Linked DNA regions of Mus musculus: all the other regions are linked to region 1. Evidence: chromatin contacts called from public HiChIP or PLAC-seq and Micro-C data. All regions are on one chromosome and are shown on one strand. The core of a region is the stretch at or near the end of the contact, and the rest is flanking DNA. Distances in the headings are between cores, read along the strand shown. Region 1 holds the start of Gas1 (growth arrest specific 1). Region 2 overlaps Dapk1 (death associated protein kinase 1). Region 3 holds the start of Dapk1 (death associated protein kinase 1). Region 4 holds the start of Tut7 (terminal uridylyl transferase 7). Region 5 overlaps Gm19866 (a long non-coding RNA gene).

Region 1 (4,218 bases), core at 1,158-3,657:
CACGTGGTGCAGAGGGATCAGAATGGTGGCAGGAAAATTAAAGGTGAAGGGTTAGGAATATAATGCAGTTGTAATTTCGGGGAAGCCCCTCCCCCCCCCAAAGGCAATCGCCAGCTCCACACTGAGCATTACCGATGGATAGATACACCAAGAGCACAGGAATGAATCGGTAAGGGGAACTTTTCTATTTACTTACGATTGCTGTGTTTCTCAGTGGTCACAAGCAATTTAAGTCGTTACCAGTACTATGTGTTCCCTCACCGGAAAACAGTTTAAAAACAAAACAAACAGACAAATAAAAACCCGGCCCCTTTGCAAACCTAATTCCCTCAACATCCCTTCTCCAAGTCCATTGGAACTTGAAAGACCCCCACCGTTCAGCACTCTGAGTCTAGGCCTCCTTTGCTTTTGCAGGGTGTCCCGAATTCTGCAGATTAGAGCTGGCAGTATAGATCAGCCGGTTATCTCTGCAGCCTGGAAAACCGCACAGAAGAGGGCCGAACATGTTGGCTGCGGTACGAGCTGGGCCCTGTCCACCCAGGAAGAGTGTGGGTCAGTGTTCCCGACCATCTCCGGTCTCCGAGCCACAGGTGCCCTGCTCGGGAACCAGCTGGGTCGTGCATACCGGCCTGGAGCAGCCTGCAGCAGGGGCGCAGGAGCTACAAGTGTGACCCGAGCAGCAGGAGCAACAGCAGCAGCAAACAGGCAAACGGGGTCCAGGCGCTTCGATTCGCCCAGTGGCCTCCACTGCCGCTGCTGCTGCTCCTGCGCCCGGGACCGTGGGGCAAGTCTCCGCGGCCGCCCGCCGCAGCAGCGCCGCCGCCCGGGCGCGCAAGGCCGTCGTCGTCGTCCAGGGGTTGCTCGCCGCCCGCGGCCCCAGCGCGCTGCTCGTCGTCATATTCTTCGTCGTAGTAGTCGTCCAGGCCCCCGTCCGAGCCGCTGCTGCCCGGACCGTTGCTCGCATCTGGGCCGAAGCACAGGCGGGCCATGTTCTCTTTGACCGATTCGCAGATGGGCCGCTCCAGCCCATCGCACACGCAGTCGTTGAGCAGCGCCGCCTTGGGCACGGCCAGCATGTCCTCGATGACCGCGCGGCACTCGTCTGTGCAGCGCAGCCCGTTGAAAAGCTTGCCGCAGTAGGCCAGGTAGCGGCTGAGCGCCAGGTTGCAGCGGCTGTCCCGGTCGCAGCGCCGCCGGGCCTCAGTGCAGCCCATGACCGAGCCCGCTCCCGCGCCCGGGCCCACGCTGCTGGTGCGCGGCAGACAGGGCTCGATGGCGCGCTTGGTGGACCTGCAGTGTTCGTCCTGCGCGCAGTCGCAGTCCTCCAGCGCGGGCCCGCGGCGCGTGTGGTTGAGCTGGATAAGCGCCGAGATGCAGTGGCTCGGGCAGCGCCAGCGCGGCGAGGACGCGGCCGAGGCGGGGAAGGCGCCGGCGGGCCCCGGAGCATCAGCCCCGCCGCGCTGCGCTAGCACCGGCGCACAAGCCTCGGCGTACTGGCTGTAGGCGTAGCTGCAGTCGGGCTCGCCCTGACACTGCAGCAGCGCCTGCCAGCAGATGAGGCGGCGGCCGTGCGCTAGCCCCGAGCCCCGCGGTGCCGAGCACAGCAGCTGCAGCAGCGCCATCAGGCACAGCAAGGCGCCCGGCAAGGTCCCCGTGCGGGCCCCGGCGCCGCCCAGCAGCGCGGCTAGCATCGCGGGCAGCAGCGGCCGCCGGACGCGGTGCGGAGCGGAGACGAGGCTCGGGTGGCGGCCGCGGGGCCGCTGGAAAAGTTTGTCCGAGTTCCGCGCACTTCTGGCATGGGCGTCCTCATCCATCCATGCCGGCGGCCCCGCGGCTGGTAAAGGCGGGTGTTCGCTCCGGCACCGCGGCCGGGGCTCCCTGAGAAGCGCGGCGACGCAGGTCCGGGTCCGGTAGACGGTTGGAGGCGCTCAGTGCCGTTCCGGGGGGACGCGGCGAAGCTGCAGGAGCGCGCGGCGCCGGGGGTGCATGGTGCTAGGCGCCTGCAGACAGTCGTGCGGCCGGCGGCTCCTCGGTTCCCGGCTCAGCGGCGCGTAGCACTTCGCAGCTCTGGCATCCCGCCTTCCCGCGGCCAGGACGCTTGGTCCCCTCCCCCTCTACCCCGGTCTGGGCCGCGCTCCGGGAAGTTCTGGGCGCCAGGCGCAGGGAGGACCCCGAAACTCGGAGCGTTTCTCTGCTCCGAGACCCGGAGCTTGGGGAGCGGATCCGCGGAGCCCGGCTGCGGACTAGCTCGCCGCGAGGCTTTAAATACAAAAGTGGGCCGGGAGCCCCCGTGTGGTGCCGCGGCGCCCCCTCATTATGCATGCATAGAAAAGCAAACAAACAAAAACATTAGCAACGCTCCTCCGGCTCGCCGAGCCCTGGCCCCGCGCGCTCCAGGCTTGCCCGCTTTCTCCTTTCTCCACTCTCCGGCGCCCTTTGCTCGGCCCCCTTCCCCGGCTTTGCGAGCTGCTATTGGTCCAGCCTGTTGTTGTTGAAACTTTTTTTTTTTTTTCCGAGCCGCTGGAGTGGGGCTGCAGAGTGGGGGAGGGCGGTGGGCAGCTCACATTCAGGCATTCAGGGCTTGAAAGGAACGGCTTAGGGAGCCTGACACAGGCCCAGCTCCTCCCACTCTTCAGGAGGCTGGGATACCGAACCCCAGCTCGCGCACAGAGCCAGCGGGCAGGGCTTAGGGCCAGCTGCCTGCATCCGGCTCAGCCACCGGCCTTTTTGTTCCCTTCCTCCGCCCCCTTTTTGTTTGGGTGGGGGGACACTTTTATTAATTCTTACTGATCCCCCATCTTTGCATCCGAGAAAGTTCGAAAGTCACTTTAATTTTCAGGCTCCTCATCTCTGAGTTCTGATCACCTCGGGGGGTATAGCGAAGGCAGGGAGTTTTGAGAATTCATTGTAAGACTTTAAAAACTTAGACACAGATTGCGCGCGCGGGCACACACGGGTTCTCTCTCTCTCTCTCTGTCTCTGTCTCTGTCTGTCTCTCTCTGTCTCTCTCTCTGTCTGTCTCTCTCTCTGTCTCTCTCTGTCTGTCTCTCTCTCTGTCTCTCTCTCTCTCTCTCTCTCTCTCTCTCTCTCTCTCTCTCTCTCTCTCTCTCTCTCACACACACACACACACACCGAGCCACCATCACAACCACGACCTCTACCACCACCACAAGAAGGACACTTTCCACCAGCTTTCAGTCCCCCTTTCCGGCAGGTAAGGCCCTCGCACTGGACATCGTTTTCAAACTAAGAAATCCAAAGAACTGAAACTATTTCTTTACTCACGATTTTTTTTTTTAAATACGAACGGCAATGACAAATCTTAGCATTAAAAACCCTGGGAATGCTGAGCGCTACCACCTGGCTGCAGTTACAGCACAGAGGACGAGGGTAAATTGACCCGCTACGTGCTTTAAACTGCACGTTTCAGTTCCTCGCTGTGTTTAAAGCAAAAGCCACCAGCAGAGCGGGCTTTGCAGTCAGAGCAGGACTCTCTCAAGCGACCTTAACTGTGGCGCAATGCAGCTTTTGGCCACTAGAGGCACCGCGAGTCTGTGGCCTGTCAAAAACTGGCTCCTTCCTCTCCCCTTTCCATGGTGAGACTATCAACTCAGTCTGTCACAAAATTTAAGGCTAAATCGCTGCTGAAGCAAAGGAAGCCCCAGCTGCAGTGCGTTCAGAAAGTGGACTGTCCACCTCTCCAAAGAGTTAAAGAGTTTGAAAGGGCGAGAGTGAGGGCCTGACGGATTAACCTGGCTTTTGGGAAAAGCTGGCTGCCTAGGCTGAGGAAGCTGTCTCTGAAACCTCACAGGATGAGAGAGGCAGACTGAGCTGTGTGAAGCCACCGTGCTCCTACCCTAACCCTAATTCATGGTTAGGACCATGAATTTAGTAATAGAAAACAAACGCAAATCTATCCTTAAAAACTAGCCAGATGTGGTACAGCAAGCCTGTTTATCCCAGGCAGAAGCGGGAGGATCGCTGCAAGTTTAAGGACAGCTAGTTAGATCCTGAGAGCTCCAGGCCACTTGCTTTGAGGTCAGATTGCTCACTTGCTAAGGTCCTTTTTTATCCTTAACAATCTGTGATCCTGAGCTCCTAAGAAGAAAGCCAGCCCTGGGATGCATCTTCTGGCTTCTTTAGAGAGCTCTCAAGACACCCTGCAGGAGAATCATCTGGAGACCTTGTGTTCATATCTGGATTCCTAACTCTTTGAAT
Region 2 (4,218 bases), core at 849-3,348, 440 kb after region 1:
AACACTGGTCGGAGTTCAGAAGGTGCACAGAGAACCCGTGTCTGGACGCCTGTGACTGTTCTCTGATAAGACAGGCAGGGGCAAGTTCAGCCTGTGTACAGTAATTAGCCGGCTCGCCCTCTGTTTCACCGGCACATTAAACCAAGACTCTAAGAGGTGATGTAATTCAGTTTGCCAGAGTAACCAAGTGTCTGAGCTAAGATTCAGAGTTGAGCCCTATTGCTCACCCCAGGCCCGCTGATGCTGATCTCTCATCCTCGCTGCCATTAGCCTGGATCAGTTCCCCTAGGGACAGCTACCTCTGTCCTGCAGTGGCCGTGGTACCTTAGCTCCTCATGGCTTCAGGCTCTTAACTCTCATCAGTTGAATTCCCAAGGACAGCACAGAGCACTCCTTGGGACAGTTTAGATTCTCACGGATCTCCAGTATCTCCTCCTTGCATGGGAAGGGGCATGGATAAACTGGGCTCTTGCTGCTGGATACTATCGAAGTGTCTACACTGTCTGATCAAGCTCCAGATTCTGCCCTTGTGCTTGTGTGGAAACTGGTTGAGGTCTCTGGCCCCACTTTCTTCTCTGTCTTCACTGGGTTCCAGCCAGCCGGAGGCTGAGTGTGGCCAGCTCTTGCTGCATGCCGCCACCCTCCAGGCAAGGGCCCAGGGTGGGCTCCCTGCAAATGCAGGTGTGCCTCTGGACTCTGAGCCCCTCACCAGGGCTGGCCTGTTGCCCCTGGATCTCCTTGATCCAACTCTAAGACCTCTCCCTCCCAGTGGGGCTTATTGGTCTTATTTTATAACTGCTTTTAACCTGATCGCCAGGTGTGGGCTTCCTGTTGCTGTTCAGGCCTGCTTCCCAGTTTTCAGTCAAAGCTAGATAACTCTTTGCTTTCTTTCCACCTTTCCAGCAAGTGGGATGGGGTAACCACGGGGAGCTCCCCACACCTCAGCCTCATTATTTCCTCAGCTGCTCCACACAGGGGAGCTTTTAAAGATAACCTGCTCAATTCTGAGGGCTTCTGGAGGGGGTGGGGGTGGGGGTGGGGAGGTGGGGGGAGAGCGGGGAGGATGATGTGTGCTTCCTGCTGACTGACCCCTGGGGCCCAGCACTTGTTTCAGATCTACTGAGAAGACTCTGGGGGGCTTCTTTCTGTAGAAGTGGATTGGAGATGCTTGGGAGGTGGCAAGGGCCTGAGGTACTGGGGCCAATGTGTAAGGCTGTTAAAGGAAGGGGTGCTGCTGTGGGAAAATGACTCTGTCCCCGTGATCCAGAACCTTGGGGTGGTGAAATGTACACGGCACCCTCTGGCAGTGCAGGGAGTTGATGGCATGTCTGCTGATCTGGGGCCACCAGCTCATGCCACTTTGGAGAAGAGATACCATCATGTGTCTCTGTCCTGATCCCACTCTCCCGTCTGTTACCCCCCCCCCCCCCCCACACACACCAGCTGCACATAACAGGAAGTCCCCGTAGGGAACAGGGTGATTCCCTTTGCAGGGAAAAGAGAACAACAGGCAGATGGGTGGAGAAGGGACGATAACCAGGGAAGGGCGTCTACCAGTGATAACAGGGAAAGGATGACGACTGGCTTGCTCTGTTGTCCTTCTCTCTGTTGGGGCAGGTGCTGGGTATCTGTCCTGCCAACACCCTGAACTCCCCTGTGCTTCTGGTTTACTGAGTTTATATCTCACGGTCTTCACAAAGTCATTTCTGAGCATCAAAGCAGTGCCTTCCTAGGCCAGTGTGCACTGCCGTGTGACTCCAACTCTCCCACGCCACTCTCTTGGGCAAGTGTGTGTTTGCACACACATATGTGCGTGATACTGTTACTGGATTCACTGGGGCCAGAACATGAGATCTGGTAGCCCTTATATGACAGTTTGGGCCACCAGGCCTCTGTGAGCCAATTGAATATGCCAGTTACAGTGAGCAGAAAACGGAGATGCATTCGATGTGATGGTTTTTCGAAGAGGGACAAAGAGATCCTGTGACTCTACTGTCACCAGTCTGTCTTGTTGTGGGGAGGGCTGACCTGAGGGCTGACCTGAGTAGGTTTAAGCAGAAAACCAGAGTGGGTTGAGTTGTGGTCTCTTGGCCTATGTCATTGCCTAATGACAATCTTCTGTGTACTCTGACAGGTTGTAAATACTATTGAAGGAGAGACAATTGGTTTAACTGGCTTCAGCCTTTCACCATATGAGGGTTCCTGGGGAAAATTTCAATTCTTGGGATCCATTGTCTCAATGGTCTGATAACCCAGGAGGATACAAGTATCTCTCTCTTTAGAAAGTCTCAGTTCCTGTCAGGATGGTAACAATACTCAGAGTCAGAGGTTATTTATAGCCAGTCTCTTGCAAGGAGAAGTACTTCAGAAAGTAACAAATAAGACAGTAATTGCTATAATCAGGGAGTTTTGGACTGAAGCTATAGCTCTACAGCTGTTACAGGCCTGATGACATGGTACGAGGTGTGACCTGAGATTGGATGAATCTAAGGGTGCTGACCGGAATCACTGGAAGTTCCATGGAGTACTTGGTGCTGATCAGGCCATCCTGAACTGTAATGAAACTGTTTCTGAAAACAAATTACAAAAGCATAAAGTAGGCTTGTACCTGCTTCCCTGTTCAGACTGTCTGGGGGGGCCCTGGCTTGTGAGTGCTCAACACTCTGCTGACGAGGTTGGTTCAGGCAGTGGATGAATTCTTCCCTAGGATCCCCTAAACACATTGGCTTTTCTCAGCATATGACTCAAATAATACACTTAAATTCCCAATCCTTGGAATTTTACAACTTGGCCAATCCTGTTTTTATTGAAGAAGGGGAAGGGGGCTCCTTGTTCTGATGTTCATGTGCCACACACATCTGCGGCACACCTTTCTTCAGCACAGCTGGATACCTTCAGGTTTCAGAGAACGTGGTGGTAAGCCTGTAGCCCACAGCCGTTAGCCAGGCCCACAGTCCTGCCAAACCACACTACCTTTAATGATGTTGGAAGCAGAGGTGTCAAAAAGGAAGATCTGAGGGTTGAGTTGATTTCTTCCTGGTAAGTTTTAATTGATTCTGGGAAGGTGTGTGCAGGTTCTGAAAGCACAGGATGTAATTGCGGACTGATGGGGCTCCATGGGAGACTCCCCAAGATGTATTCAGGAAGAAGAGCTTCTTAGCAGGATACTGTGAGCGAGCTGGGAAAGTCTGGTGCTCAGGGTTTGGGAGTCTTGCCAGCAGGGCAAGGTGTGAATTAGCCTTGCAGGCTCCCAGGGAGTCGGGAAGGAAGTGTCACTTGTGAGCTGTTGGAAGATCTGGGAAGATGGACAGGGACAGCAGGGGACATAGCAGTTTTCCAGACCCCTGCCACTCTTCTCATCTCTTCCTGTGATGATGAAGCTGTGGAAGACAGGAAGACCCAGCTGCTTGAAGGCCAGGGCAGAGGGAAAGTTGGCTGGGAGAAGGCTTTTGTAGATAACTTGGGGGGGGGGGGGGAGTTGCAGGAGGGAAGAATGCTAATCCTGGTAATAATTATGCAGCTCATTAGGGGTCTCTCTCTGACCCTTGCGGCTGCTGCTGATTTTGTGCTTTTATACATGGGGAAAACAGAGTCAGAGAAGTTAGATTGGAGAGAATAGAGTTTGAAATAACAAGTCCCACATCTTAAAAAAAAAATTCCAAATTTCCTGTGATCACAATTACCCTGTTTAGCAAGTACAATTCATGTAAATATGTCAAAATCCGTCCCTCCCCCCAAATAGGCAGCTTGAAACCCTTATACTTGTAAGCATTCCTTGTAAGGAATATCCTGCCTGCGTCTGCAAGCATGCATGTATTCATGGAGATTTGTACATGTGTAGGTAGCTGCACATATAGATGCATATATGTGTATACTCAACTAATGTGTGTGACATACACTAGAGATACAAATATGTACATGTCTTAGTATTAGGGTTTTACTGCTGTGAACAGACACCATGACCAAGGCAAGTCTTATAAAGGATAGCATTTAATTGGGGCTGGCTTACAGGTTCAAGGTGGGAGCATGGCAGCTTCCAGGCAGGCATGCTGCAGGAGGAGCTGAGAATTCTACATCTTCATCTGAAGGCTGCTAGCTCAATACTGGCTTCCAGGAAGCTAGGATGAGTATCTTAAAGCCCATACCCAGTGAGAAAGCCCACTCCAACAAGGCCACACCTCTTAATAGTGTCACTCCCTGGCCCATGGCTGACCGCTG
Region 3 (4,218 bases), core at 1,178-3,677, 420 kb after region 1:
TGTGTGTGTGTGTGTGTCTGTGTGTTATTCAGAAGACACGTTTCTGTGATCACTTCTGTCTTTGCACTGTGGCTTCTGGGGATCAAACTCAGCTTGTCAGGCTTGTGTGGCAAGCTCCTTTACCTGCTAAGCCATCTCACTTGCTTTTGTCCCCATTTTGTGGGTGATAAAACTGAGGCTAAGAAAGTTAACCCTAAACTGGAAACAGCTAGTTTATGTAATTGTGTAAAGATTCATTTGAGAGAATAATTTCTCCAGCCTTGACTTGGTGTGTTTTCAAAGTTACGTTTCCTTTAGCTTTTTCTAATTCCTTTAGCTTCTCACATTTTTCTTATATGGTGATAGAGTGCTGTATAAAAAAAATCACCCTACGATAATGACTTCACAGGACTTGAGCTAGAAGCCGTTAACTGTCTGGTGGCAGGATGGGTGGGTGGGTGGGTGTGCCCAAGGGTTAGGGCATCTCCTTAGCTCCTCTGATCTCTGACTTTACTGTGTAGTTCTAGGAGACACTGAGAGGCCATAGAGTATGGAGCCCGGGGAGGAGCTAATATTGGGAAGAAACCACCCAGTGTGGCTACCCCAGATTGTCTTAGGAAAACCAAGGAATTAAAGACTTTTTTTTTTTTTTCCAGTTTTACAAGACAGGGTTTCTCTGTGTAGCCCTGGCTGTTCTGGAACTCTATAGACCTGGCTGGCCTCGAACTCAGAGATCTGCCTGCCTCTGCCTCCCGAGTGCTGGGATTAAAGGCGTGCACCGCCACTCCCCGCTAAGACATTGTTTTAAACTATCACAATTGCTGCTTCGAAAAGATTTGCCTGAGTCAGTGCAGATCCCAGTGAGTGAGACCTCCAAGCCGGTTCAGCTGCTAGATGGGCTCATGAATATTAGATGAAAATTTATAATTCTCAATTCCATCCTACTTCTTCGTGACACCAGAAAAATGTCTTCTGATCAGCCCTAATGCCCCTGAGTAGATCCAGCCCTTTCAGTGGCCTTGGAAAATAAGTTACGCCGTGTTTTTCTTTCTTTCTTCTTCTTCTTTTTTTTTGGCAGATGTATTTATTTGCATGCTTCCCAAGTAAATCACCCTTCTATTTATTTGGTTGTTGTTGTTTTTGGTTGCTGTTGTTATTTTTATTGTATTTGTCAATTCTCAAGATCTTCTTGTATTGACTCTCCATCTTAGCACTTAGGCCAGTGGCACATTCTAATCTCCTTCTTCTATCGTGCCCGCTGGACTCTTTCCTTGGGCCGTTAGGAATACCTTTTTGCTGTTTGTGTTTGTTTGGAGATGCGTACTCCAGCCTCACCTTCAACTTTTCCTACAGCTGAGGCTGGCCTTAAGCTCCTGATCTTCCTGTTTTCTTCACCCATGTGCTGGAATTACAGGTGTGTGCTACCACTCCTAGCTGGAGACGGAGTTAAGATTAGGATCTGATACATTCTTTTGCTTCTCTTTGTTCTTTTAGGCCCAAGCCTCCACGGTTGAAAATATCTGTTGAATGGAGAGTTTGAGCAGTGGTGTGGATATGAACTCTTGGCAGGTTCACGGATGAACCTTGGCGATTCTAGGCAGCAGGATAGAATCCCCTTTAGGAACTTTATTAAGTCAGGAGCACGGGGAGAGAGACATAATGGTTTCACGGGTGGACCCAGAGTGTCTGCGCAGACTGGCCAGTCCTCAGCAATCCAATGCAAGGTAAATGGCTACTGTTCTGACTGTAAAACAAACAAGCAAACAAAACAAAGCGAGTGTAACTATTTTAATAAAGTTTTATTTAACCCGATAGGTCCAAAGCACCATCATTTTGACATGTAGCTAATATAAAGACACACATACGGCGATTTTCGTTCTTTTTTTTTTTTTTTTTTTTTTTTTAACACAGTCTTAAACAGTGTCTGGTGTGTATTGAAAGCTTAATACAGCTCAAGCTGGACTCGCTGTGTTTCAGTTGAGCAACCACAGTACTGACAGCCTGTGATAGTTCAACCTTTTTCTCCCTGGATCTCAGACATCTCAGCTCAAAACAAGCGGCGGGAGACGCCCCCTCTGATGAGGCCCCTGCTGTCCTCTCTCGGTTTTTGTTGTCAACACAGAAGAACAGAGCGACCTCATTTATAAGCTATTTGTTTGCTATCGTTTCCATCGGGGTGTGGGCGCCTCCGGGGCAGGACTTTATTGATTTCTGCTCTATTTTTTTTTTTTTTTTTTTTTTTTTTTTTGTGGTTTTCCAGGCACGGAGCACGTCGCCTGGCCCACACGGATCCTTGGGTTCACACTCTGAGAGGACGAAAGCCTCCGGCTTCTTCGAAGCGGGCGGCAGAGGGCAGCCGGGCGCCGAGTCACAGGTGGGGCGCGCGCTCGGTGCGGGCGAGTGGGTGTGTGCGGGGTGCGCGCGGCGGGGCGGGAGCGCGGACCGGGAGGAGCCGCGAGCGCAGCGGAGGAGGAGGGCGCGGAGGAGGTGGTGGCTGCGTCCCCGCGGGGCCGAGCTGCGCCCGACGCAAGGAGCGGAGGCCGCTCGGAGCTGCCGGGGACCTGGACCCGCCGCGGGGCTCAGGGCGCACGAAGCGACAGCTGCGGGACCGGGTGAGTGGCCGCCGCAGGCAGTGGGAGGAGCGGGAGGGCGGCCGGGGCGCCGGGCGGGGGAACAGGTGGCGGGGCAGGGCGCTTTGTGTCCCTTCCCCGAGCTGTCCCCACGTTGTCCGGAGGCGGAGGCAGGAGCCCGGGAACCGCAGGCACGGGGCTGGGGCGCGGCAATGCGGGGTGTGGGGGTCCCCCAGCCTAGACTTAACAAAGGGCGCGTGGCCCCTGCCCGCGGGAGGCCTCGAGATCGGGACCCAGCCCCTGGGACCCCGATTTTTTAGAGTTTACCGTCTCATTCTTCTCCCCATGTCTTTCAGAGGTCTGCGGCTTGGTGCATGAGGGGCTCGCAGCAGCGAGGCGGCGGTGGGGATGGTTCGGGCCGCGGAGCCGGAGTGGCCTGGGCTTTGGTGAGGCGTGACAGTCTATCATGACTGTGTTCAGGCAGGAAAACGTGGACGACTACTACGACACCGGCGAGGAACTGGGCAGGTACCAGGAAGGGGTGACGGAAGCGCGCGGTGTGTGTGTGGTGGGGGGCACTGCGCGATAAACAGATGCTGCTTAAACCGGGCATGTCCCTGACTGGCCCTTCTCTGAGATGGGCGGATAGCAGAGGAACCGGTGCCTAACCAGCTAAAGCCAGGGACCATGAATAAACTGCCTGATCTGAGGGGTGGAGAGGCAACCCACAGTGCAGTTACTGTGCACAGGGTATGGTCAGAATCCCTGGATAAGAACAGACTTCATTGTGTGCACTACTAACTCCTGTCAGCCTTCACCCTTTTGAGACAATGAGGCAAACGCAAAGATTCTAACTGCAACTGGAGGGACCACCCATGTGTGTTTTAAGCGGCGTACAAGTTAATTAATGGGCACTTAAACAATTCTCTCCCCTTGTGCTAATTTTCAGTGCAACACCAGCCAGGATTGGTAGGCAGGCGTGGAACTTGCCAGATGTTGGCCTTGGATTTTGAAACTTCTTCCAACCAGGAATTTAATTCCCGGCTTGGTTAGTGGTGGCTTCGGTGTCATTTATGGCGGCTGTCTAGATTCAGAGCGTACCAACACGCTGTGGGGGGTGCGATGCTGAGCAGAGTGTGTCAGTGTCTAGGTGCACAAAGAAGATTTCACTGGGAGCCCTTGACGAGTGCTGGGTATCCATTAGCCCACCGAGTGTATTGATCTCTGCTGTGTGCGCAGAGAGCCCAGTGTTCATACCTAGATTTAAAATTTGTCTTGTGAAATTTGTGTATTGGCATTGTGACAGAAGCAGGCAAACGGGCTTATAAACAAACGTACTTGCAATTACTCACACAGAGTGTGTATTGAAGTTTGTATTTTTCCATATATACCCCATGGCCTCATACCAAGCTTCTTTTTTAATTCATGGGCAGGGAACTGAAAAGGGGTGGGGGTGGGGGTGGGGGGGAAGACCTATTACCTAATAGGATTTTGAAAGATATCTAACCAAAACTTTGTAATAATCCAGACAGCCCAGGAAAGAGAGAGGTCTAAAGAGTTACTGTACAGGATGTGTGTAAGTTCAGTGTAGCCTGGAGGCATCGGTGGAGCCTGTGCAGAGGAAGACAATACTATTATCTTAAATCTTAGTAAGTAAATAAAAGGCAGG
Region 4 (4,218 bases), core at 1,282-3,781, 350 kb before region 1:
ATCACTGTGAAGCCAGTCTGGTCTACAGAGCAAATTCCACACCAGGGCACCACACAGTGAGACACTGTCTCCAAAAGGGGGCAATTTTTCCAAGTCTAATTTCATACTATAAACAGTTTTCATGCTTTCCATCCAACTCACGACTTTATTTCACTTCAGCAAATATACTGACTAGATAGAAATAACTTTTTCCTGTTTTTTTCAAATAATTGTTATTACAACATCTATGTGCACATTTTGGAAAAATACAATCACTTTGTATCAATATTAAAAAATGTATTAGAAATGAAGTTTTAGCACTGGGAGGTCCAAGCAAGTGAATCTAGTTAAGGCTAGCCCTGACTACATGAAGCAGCAGCAGATTTTGATTCTTCTGAAAGGGAACAGCACTGCTTTTCTCTGCATTACGATTCTCTAAATTTCTATTTCCCAAATTTTGTTGTCAAGCTTGTATTCCAACTACTCGGGGTCCTGTGCCAGTTAGTTTGGTTAAACGGAAACTTGGTTTCTTTTTTCCCCCACAACTTCCTCTTTCCCTGTCACTACTTCTCTCCATCCCTCCTGCCTCCCTCCCTCTTTGTAATATACACAGCCTATACTCTGTCTTAACAGTAAATATTTTCAGTTTTATACTGTCATGTGCATGTTGAACCTATTTTAAAATTAAAATCATGTACACAAAAATAATGCCGACTATGGAAATTAGAGTATGATCTCTGAGGTTAAGTGGCCACCCTCCTCCTCTCCCATAAGGTGTTTACTAAAGTAAAATGAGCCTGGCTTTTCTGCTTAGTTTTTAGGGGACAGTACTGCACCTGCCTTGGAGCTTGTGATGGTCCAATGCATGAAATATGTTGAGGCTGCGCAATTATACTGCAAACACTAACACACTCACATTAAAGGGCTCATGACTGAAAAGAACAACACTTATTTGGATGAAGAAAATAGCACAGACACACAGTCTAGAGACTTGAGGCATACCAGGACTTCCTGCTTCCATTTCTGACATGGCTTCTAGGCTGCTGAGGTCTTTCTGAAACAGCCTTCTCACAGCTCTGCAGCCTCTCCCCTCCTGCCACCTGTAGGCATCGTCACTTTCCTGAAAGGATTCCTTCCTTGAGCGGCTTATGACAGGAATCCTAGGTCCGGGCTTGAACTCTCTCCAGCTGTCTGCATTACCAGCGAGTTCATCAGATAGCCATTTTTTATTTTGATCTTTGTGGTTATCATTCATCCAAGCAGGCTGACTGTAAATTGGGTTTTTAAATGCATATGGATTGCTGGAAACCCCATACAGTCCTTTCCTGGGGGTGTTCCCATAGTTCCCGGGTGATATCTTCTTTTTTGGAAGGCCCTTTTCCATTTTACTGCTATGGCCTTTAGCATAATCATCCATTATTAAATAATCTTGTTGGGGATGGCCCCTTCTGAAATCATCATCATCAATAATTCCACGGTCTTTAGTGCGCTTCACAAAGTAAGGTTTTGCTGTATCTCCCATGGTCTTTGACTTCAACTTTCTTACTTTGTACCTGAAAGAAGGCATTGGGGGAGGGGGGAACAAAACAAAATTGTAAAATAATATCATACCAAATACTCAAAGTAACACACGGGTGCCCTGAAGCCTTTATCTTCCCCCATTTAAAAATTAAATTGTTACCACATTCCTAATAATTAATGCATTCCAGAAGTTACAGTGTTCATAAAAACTGGTCCTTATTTAATACAAAGACTAAATCTGAAGACACTTCTATAGTCTCAGAAACTAAAGAAGTAACTTCTATGTAACGAAAGCACCTCTCTTCAAAGTAAACATCCTAAGTCAACACTGTTACAAAACTCCCAAATCTATTTCTTTTTTTTAAAGTTGGCAATTACTTTTAGGTATCAAAGTAGCCGAAACTATGTGAGCAGATTTCAGTTTCGATCAGCCCCCACTCTAAGCTTCGCTTTTCAACCCGGCGCGACCGCTGGGCGAAGGGACAGCACTTCCCACTAAGGTACCGCTCTAAGGGTCCAGGCTTCCGACCAAGGGACAACGCCAGCTGACTTACCCGACTTCTCAGTCCCCAGCCCCAGACAAGTCCAGTTTCGTCACCAACCACAATCCTCCGCAGGATGACACTCCTTTTCCTTCCCCATTCGGCTGCCCCACCCCTGTGTGCCTCAGTTTCCACCAGCGGAGTCCCCAGGCGAAGGAGGAGGCGGTTCCGCGCTACTGGCCACGAAGCCGCCGTGGGGAATAGGAAGCAGGAAGCGCCCGGCCATTGACAGGGTTCCGGGGTTCCCCGGACCAGGGCCGGAGCCCCGACACAAAGTGAAGACGCGGACTCGAACCCGAGGGCTCCGGGCGCACAGCCGGGCCGAGGCGGCCGGAGAAGGACGGCGCCAACGTACCTCGGGGCCGGGCAGATACGCTTCTGGGGGCGGGGGGAACCCACGGGCCCAGCCCGGAGGCGAGTCCCGGAGGGACGCGACGAGACGGCGCCCCGGAGCACTCACCAGCGCCGCTGCGGTCCCCCGCCGCTTCCTGTCCGGGCCCGGCTCCTCACCGTGTTTTCCTTCAGCCCCACTTCCGGCGCTCAGCGCCGTCTCATTGTGCGCGATTGGAAGACTGCGGTGTCCCCGCCCCGCGCTCCGCGGCTGGCCGGAAGCGCGCACCGGAAGCGCGCGCCGCCCAGGTTCCTCCCAGCGCCGGGGGCGCGCCGCGGGTGCGGGCGCAGAGGTCCGGGGTTGCTCCCTAGCTACCTGCGAGATCCGTCGCCCAGTGCTTTCGGGTTCCCCCGACGCCCCTCTGTGGCTGCTCGGGAAGCTGGGTCTTTTTATAATTCCGAGTGGCTCCAAGTTTCAGTGAGGGCCTTGTGAACGACCTTGAAGGAAGTTCAGCGGCCTAAACCTCTGGATTAAGCTCGACCTGGGGGTAGAAAGAGATTCAACTTTTTTTTTTCTTTAAGAACTAGCAAACAGCCGGAGAGTGGTGGCACATGCCTTTAATCCCACTTGGAGGGAGGCAGATTTCTGAGTTCGAGGCCAGCCTGGTCTACAGAGTGAGTTCCAGGACAGCTACGTCTACACAGAGAAACCCTGTCTCAAAAAAACAAAAAACAAAAACTTAGCAAACAACACAGAGTTGCTTTTTTTTTTTCTAATTGAACATTCATTGTTATCTAAAGTGTCCTACATGCCTTGAAAGCCTCAAGCAACTAATGAATAGAAGTGCTGGAAAAAATAAGGCAGTTTTCATTTCTACCTCTACAAAGTATAAATTTAAATCCATTGGGTTCTTTAGCCAACAGTCTTAAAGTGAAGAATGCATACAGCCTTTGCTATTCCAAGAAACTGTCTTTAAAACTGTAAATAAATACTAACTCAATCCTACTAGTTCAGGAAGAAAGGAATACAATTGAAATTTAAAAAGCAAAAGAGACATAGCTAAATGGTTGATATTCTACAACCAACTTGTTTTGTCAGTTTCCTCTTGCTGTGTGGGTTTGGGGATTTCTGAGTTCAAGGCTAGCCTGGTCTACAGAGTGAGTTCCAAGACAGCCAGGGCTACACAGAGAAACCCTGTCTCGGAAAAAAAAAAAAGTATTTACATTCCAAATGCTGCATCCTGGTTCCCCCCTCCCCCTTCCTTTCCCCAGGACCCCTCCTTTCACCTCTGAGAGGGTGTCCCCCCCCCACTTCATTGCCCAACCCTGGTATCATAAGGCACATCCTCTCCCACTGAGGCCAGACAAGCCTTCCCAGAAAGCCATCTTTCTCTAGGGTCCCACAGCTAGTAGCTGTTCTGAATATAACTTGAGAGTTCCTGTCACTGACAGTAAAAGTTCCATGTATCAGACTCTGACCACCAAGCAATGTAGACGTATTAAGAGAATGAGGGGGCTGAGGGAATGGGTGAGAAGATTTGCTACTTTTACAGAGGAGCAAATTTCACTTCCCATCACCCAAGGTGGTTGCTCACAGCTGTCTATAACTGGTCTCCTAGGGGATCTGACACGAGTGGACTCCACCAGCACCTGCATGCCCACACACAGACACACACACACACAAGGACACACACACACCCTTCAGAAAGGACGAAGGTACATTAGAAAGTACTCTAGGGGAAAAACCAATGGCAAAGCTTGGCCCTTAAGGAGACCTGATTGAAATCCAAACCTTCACCAGCGGGAAGCATGTGTTCTTAGCAGCTCTGTGTGACTTGAAACATAC
Region 5 (4,218 bases), core at 1,242-3,741, 270 kb before region 1:
TACTAGTTCCTAGGGAACAACACAGTTATCCTGCTAAAGGCTTGGGATAGCAGCTGGCATAGCGTGTAAGCATCAGGCATGGCTGTCCTGAATATCTGAGAACATGGACAGGGTGGGGGAGCAAATGAGAGGTGGTTCCATAAGGTTGGCTGACAGCTCTCAACACAGTTATCCAGATCTAAGTTCTGATCTTTATGTCCATAGATGAGTGCATCTCTCATCACTCACTGGGGAAGTTTCATCTAACACTAGATGGTGAAGACTGGCTTCTTACTGATTCCAGGATGACACTGCCTGATTAGGAGCCAATGACATCTAGTTTCACATATGTAACATGTATGAAAACATATATGGTCACACACTGCAGTTCTGTGCTTCGGAATCTCTCTTCTCTGTTCAGAGACGTTGTCTGTCATACTCTTCTCAGAATGACAAACTGGGTGCAAAAAACAAATACTGGTTGATTTCCTGTCAGCACATCCCCTGGCTGACTTCCCAAGATTCATTCAAAGATTACATCATATAATCCTTTTCTGGACTAAAGAGTAGCTGTGGTTTGACATTTGTGCTTACCCACTTCTAGAATAGGGAGCTTGGAGTTGTCATGGCTCCTGCTCTTACTGGTGTGTGACTCTGAGAACTCGTTTCAAGCCCTGTTTATAGCGAGCTCCATATATTAAATGGGGACAACAGAAATACCCGCCTTACAGAGTCGTCATGAGGCTCTGCAAAGGCTCGGGATAGCAGCTGGCATAGCGTGTAAACATCAGGCATGGCTGTCCTGAGTATCTGAGTAAGTGCGCCTGTCTGTACTTGTGTATGGTTGAGCGCTGTGGAGAAAATGTCAGAGGATGTGCAGAAAAGCTCACCAGCATTAACTACTTAGTGTCAAGTACGGGCAGGAAGCTTAGAACATGAACAGGGTTGGGGAGCAAATGAGAGGTGGTTCCATAAGGTTGGCTGACAGCTCTCAAACTCCTAAACATGGCATGTGGGATTACTGAGACCCTGTGTGTGCGATGGCTGATCTTGGCTGTCAAATTGTCACACTTGAGAAAAGGGAACCTCAGTTGACTGATTGCTTCCATCTGATTGGTCTGTGGGCATGTCTGTGGGGCATCCTCTTGGTTACTAATTGGTGTAGGAGGGTCCAGTCCACTGTGTGCAGTTCCGGCCCTAGGCAGATGGTCCTAAACTGTGTAAGCAAAGTAGGCCAACATGATCTCGAAGGCAAGTCAGTAAGCAGGATCTCTTCTCCTTTAACGCTACTTTGACTTCCTGCCCTGACATCCTTCAATGCAAGAGTGTGACCTGGGAGTTGTAAGCTGACTCTTTCCTCCCCAAGTTGCTTTGGTTCATGGTCTTTATTACAGTGACAGAAAGGAGGGCTAGGGCAACTTGTAAGCAGAAAGAAAGTGTGAAATGGGAGGCAACCGTGAGCAGAAATGGAGATGTTTCCTAGTAGAAAATAGAGCTAGATGAAGCCATTGGGTATCTGGTCCACAATGGAAAGTATGCCAAGATATGTCAGGAAGCCACGGTCCAGGAAGTCCCAGCAGTGGTGACTTCTTGAAGTTTAGAGGCCCCACAAGAGTTTGTTTTCATCTGAGGTGAAATAAACAAGAGGGAACAGGTTTGCACTGTGGGGACAGCAATTCAAGGTTTACCATTTTCTTCTGTCCTGTAGTTTACATTATAATGAAATGGTCACTCCCTTTTAGTTGATGTGAAATGACCTGTGTATATTGATGGAAACCTTGCTTATATGAAGGCAAAGGCACACACACACACACACACACACACACTTGCAGTTGACTAGTGTGTATGTGTAAAATTACTGCCTTGAGTTACAGTGAATGTCCCAGTGTGAGGCCCAGGCCTGCAGGCACCAGCTCCACAGGTTGCCTCCCGGTCTCTGTCCAGACAGATGGAGGCAGGAAGGATTAATTTTGATGGTGCCCTCTACATATCTGAGTGATTTCTTCTGATGGCTGACAGTTCTGGGTGCAACCATTTGCAGTTCTGAAATTTTGGCAGGGATTTTGCTTTTGAAGCTTTAAGTAAGCAAGCATTTGCAGGAAGGCTCTTTTGTGCCTTGTTTAAATTAAGGTAGAGATTTTTGGAGAGTCATCCAGCCAGAGGGGAGCTTAGAGTTTCAAAGAGTCCCTCCCTAGCAACAACAAACAAAACAATACAAATGCGACCTTCCAATTAATTAGGAGAATAAGCCCTGTGGGTAGCTCTGGATCCACAGTCTTACCGAGCAGGTGCAGGGTGAAACTTTGTCTCCAGTATCTCCTTCCAGCCCCACGTACTACGGAACTGCTGGCTCTGCCCAGAGAGCTGGTCAGAGTAGTGAGTCTAAAACATGCAAATATCCCCAGGAGAAGTTGAGCGAAGACAGCTATTAGACATCTGTACTGTGGAGAACAGAATGTAGAGAAAGGGGATTGTGACTCGGAAGACAGAAGAGGGGACTGCTGCAAGGGCAGGCACTGGCTGGGAAAGAGATTAAGCCTGGAGTCTCGCCAGAGCAGACCATAAAAAGACACCAGGCCTCTGCAGTGACACACAAAGGGGTTTTATCAATCAGCTTCTCTTGGTTTCGAGTGACAGAATACCCAATTCATTCAGACCAGAGGGAAGAGGAGACTCTAATGATTCTTAACTGAAAAGGTTCATAGTAGATTGGGGTTGAGTTTCAGGCACATCTTGATCCAGGGGTCAAAAGACGCTTTCAAACTTGGTTTTCTCTGCATTCAGATCAATGGTTCTTAACCTGTTAGTCATGGCTCCTTTTGGCACACTTCTATCTCCGAAAATATTTATATTATGATTCATAACAGTAGCAAAATTATGGTTATGAAGTAGTAGCAAAAGTAATTTTACTGTTGGGGGTCAGTACAACCTGAGGAACTGTTTTAAAGGGGTGCAGAAGGGGTTGGAGATTTAGCTCAGTGCTAGAGCACTTGCCTAGCAAGTGCAAGGCAAGGTTTGGTCTTCAGCTCTGAAAAAAAGGGGGTGGTGGTGTTGCAGCATAGGAAGGTTGAGAACCCCTAGATCAGATGAACTTTTCTCTCTTTGGGGTCTTGTCTTAGTCGGGGTTTGTATTCCTGCACAAAACATCATGACCAAGAAGCAAGTTGGGGAGGAAAGGGTTTATTCAGCTCACACTTCCATATTGCTCTTCATCACCAAAGGAAGTCAGGACTGGAACTCAAGCAGGTCAGAAAGCAGGAGCTGATGCAGAGGCCATGGAGGGATGTTACTTACTGGCTTGCTTCCCCTGGCTTTCTCTGCTTGCCACTAGCCCAGGGATGGCACCACCCACAATGGGCCCTCCCACCCTTGATAATTAGTTGAGAAAATGCCTTACAGCTGGACCTCATGGAGGGATTTCCTCAAGGGAGGCTCCTTTCTCTGTGATAACTCTAGCGTGTGTTGAGTTGACACACAAAATCAGCCAGTACAGGTCCCTTTCAACAGGACACCCCATCCTGTCTCTTTCCATGCTCACTGCTGACATTTCTTCTTTGCCCCAGATGCTGCAAACATAAACATGTGGCAGAAGTTCTGACTTTCTGACTGACCATGGGCTGCAGGGGTGGCCTCCTGAGGCAGCAGTGGGCTGAGGAGGGATGACATTGGATGGGATGGGGTGAGTCAGCTCCATGGGTAACAGTTTTTTAAGGAAGTGGGCTCTGTGTTTGGAGAAGAGATAAAATGGGATGATAGAGATGTAGCCAGCTTCTGTCCTCCATAGCTTTGGCCAAGATCAGCACAGAATGGACTGTGAAACAAAGCTTCTGGGTCCCAAGCAGGTCTAAAGAACTTTGATAGAGAAGGAGTTCACACCAGATAGATGGAGTGGGGGGTGTGGCACATGCATAAATGACCAGTTTTGTGACATCTGGTTATATAACAGAAATGTGTGCATGTGTGTGTATGTATGTGTGCATGTGTATATGCATGTATGTGTGATAACAGAAATATCTGCCTGTGCATGTGTGTATGTATGTGTGCATGCATTATGCATGTATGTGGCTATGTGTGTATGTATATATGCATGCATGAGTATATGCATGTATGTGTGATAACAGAAATGTGTGCCTGTGCATGTGTATATGTATGTGTGCATGCATGTATGTGTGCATGCATGTATGTGTGTGTGTATGCATGCATGCTTGTGTATGCATGCATGTATGTATGTGTATGTGC

What was found. A called contact is a pair of places that touch in the nucleus more often than the background predicts. HiChIP or PLAC-seq counts read pairs in DNA pulled down with a chosen protein or histone mark.
Region 2: a contact with region 1 is called in an H3K27ac HiChIP or PLAC-seq map of microglia, with 4 times the contacts expected there. The contact joins the enhancer-like site here to the promoter of Gas1 in region 1. A contact is called at or near these places in 5 of 39 promoter capture datasets (cranial neural crest, embryonic stem cells, frontonasal cranial neural crest and 2 more), 1 of 484 Hi-C or Micro-C datasets (embryonic stem cells) and 2 of 115 datasets of contacts at active chromatin or transcription factors (microglia and stem cell-derived neural progenitor cells).
Region 3: a Micro-C map of embryonic stem cells shows a contact between it and region 1, with 7 times the contacts expected there. The contact joins the promoter of Dapk1 here to the promoter of Gas1 in region 1. A contact is called at or near these places in 8 of 39 promoter capture datasets (cranial neural crest, embryonic stem cells, frontonasal cranial neural crest and 4 more), 12 of 484 Hi-C or Micro-C datasets (Sertoli cells, cardiomyocytes, embryonic fibroblasts and 5 more), 5 of 115 datasets of contacts at active chromatin or transcription factors (astrocytes, embryonic stem cells and stem cell-derived neural progenitor cells) and 1 of 9 other capture datasets (adipose tissue).
Region 4: a Micro-C map of embryonic stem cells shows a contact between it and region 1, with 6 times the contacts expected there. The contact joins the promoter of Tut7 here to the promoter of Gas1 in region 1. A contact is called at or near these places in 14 of 39 promoter capture datasets (the 3T3-L1 cell line, 3T3-L1-derived adipocytes, the SN4741 cell line and 7 more), 7 of 484 Hi-C or Micro-C datasets (the 3T3-L1 cell line, embryonic stem cells, liver and 2 more) and 8 of 115 datasets of contacts at active chromatin or transcription factors (cardiomyocytes, craniofacial prominence, embryonic forebrain and 5 more).
Region 5: a contact with region 1 is called in an H3K4me3 HiChIP or PLAC-seq map of neural progenitor cells, with 26 read pairs. The contact joins the enhancer-like site here to the promoter of Gas1 in region 1. A contact is called at or near these places in 17 of 39 promoter capture datasets (the 3T3-L1 cell line, 3T3-L1-derived adipocytes, the HPC-7 cell line and 11 more), 2 of 15 datasets of contacts at CTCF or cohesin (the NIH/3T3 cell line and stem cell-derived epiblast-like cells), 38 of 484 Hi-C or Micro-C datasets (the 3T3-L1 cell line, 3T3-L1-derived adipocytes, brown adipocytes and 27 more), 22 of 115 datasets of contacts at active chromatin or transcription factors (PVALB interneurons, VIP interneurons, astrocytes and 16 more) and 3 of 9 other capture datasets (adipose tissue, embryonic stem cells and pancreatic islet).

What each region holds. Positions count from the first base shown.
Region 1 is chr13:60,175,128-60,179,345 of GRCm38.p6, forward strand. Gas1 (growth arrest specific 1) reads right to left here and starts at 2,408. Exons shown (of 1, transcript NM_008086.2): 1 at 1-2,408. The coding sequence starts at 1,814. The coding sequence ends at 660.
Region 2 is chr13:60,618,378-60,622,595 of GRCm38.p6, forward strand. All of the region lies in intron 2 of Dapk1 (death associated protein kinase 1), which reads left to right. Among named protein-coding and RNA genes, the nearest start is that of Dapk1, 19 kb to the left of the region's middle. Within about 2 kb of position 2,099, at least 44 of the 459 cell types and tissues checked have an H3K27ac peak or open chromatin away from gene starts, as enhancers often do. A contact at or near this core is called in microglia, where this site is marked.
Region 3 is chr13:60,599,520-60,603,737 of GRCm38.p6, forward strand. It overlaps Dapk1 (death associated protein kinase 1), which reads left to right and starts at 2,428. Exons shown (of 26, transcript NM_029653.3): 1 at 2,428-2,591; 2 at 2,906-3,077. The coding sequence starts at 3,016.
Region 4 is chr13:59,820,579-59,824,796 of GRCm38.p6, forward strand. It overlaps Tut7 (terminal uridylyl transferase 7), which reads right to left and starts at 2,532. Exons shown (of 27, transcript NM_001373962.1): 1 at 2,055-2,532; 2 at 982-1,532. The coding sequence starts at 1,501.
Region 5 is chr13:59,908,485-59,912,702 of GRCm38.p6, forward strand. All of the region lies in intron 1 of Gm19866 (a long non-coding RNA gene), which reads right to left. Among named protein-coding and RNA genes, the nearest start is that of Gm19866, 5.3 kb to the right of the region's middle. Within about 2 kb of position 2,492, at least 24 of the 459 cell types and tissues checked have an H3K27ac peak or open chromatin away from gene starts, as enhancers often do. A contact at or near this core is called in cortical neurons, nephron progenitors, neural progenitor cells and 5 more, where this site is marked.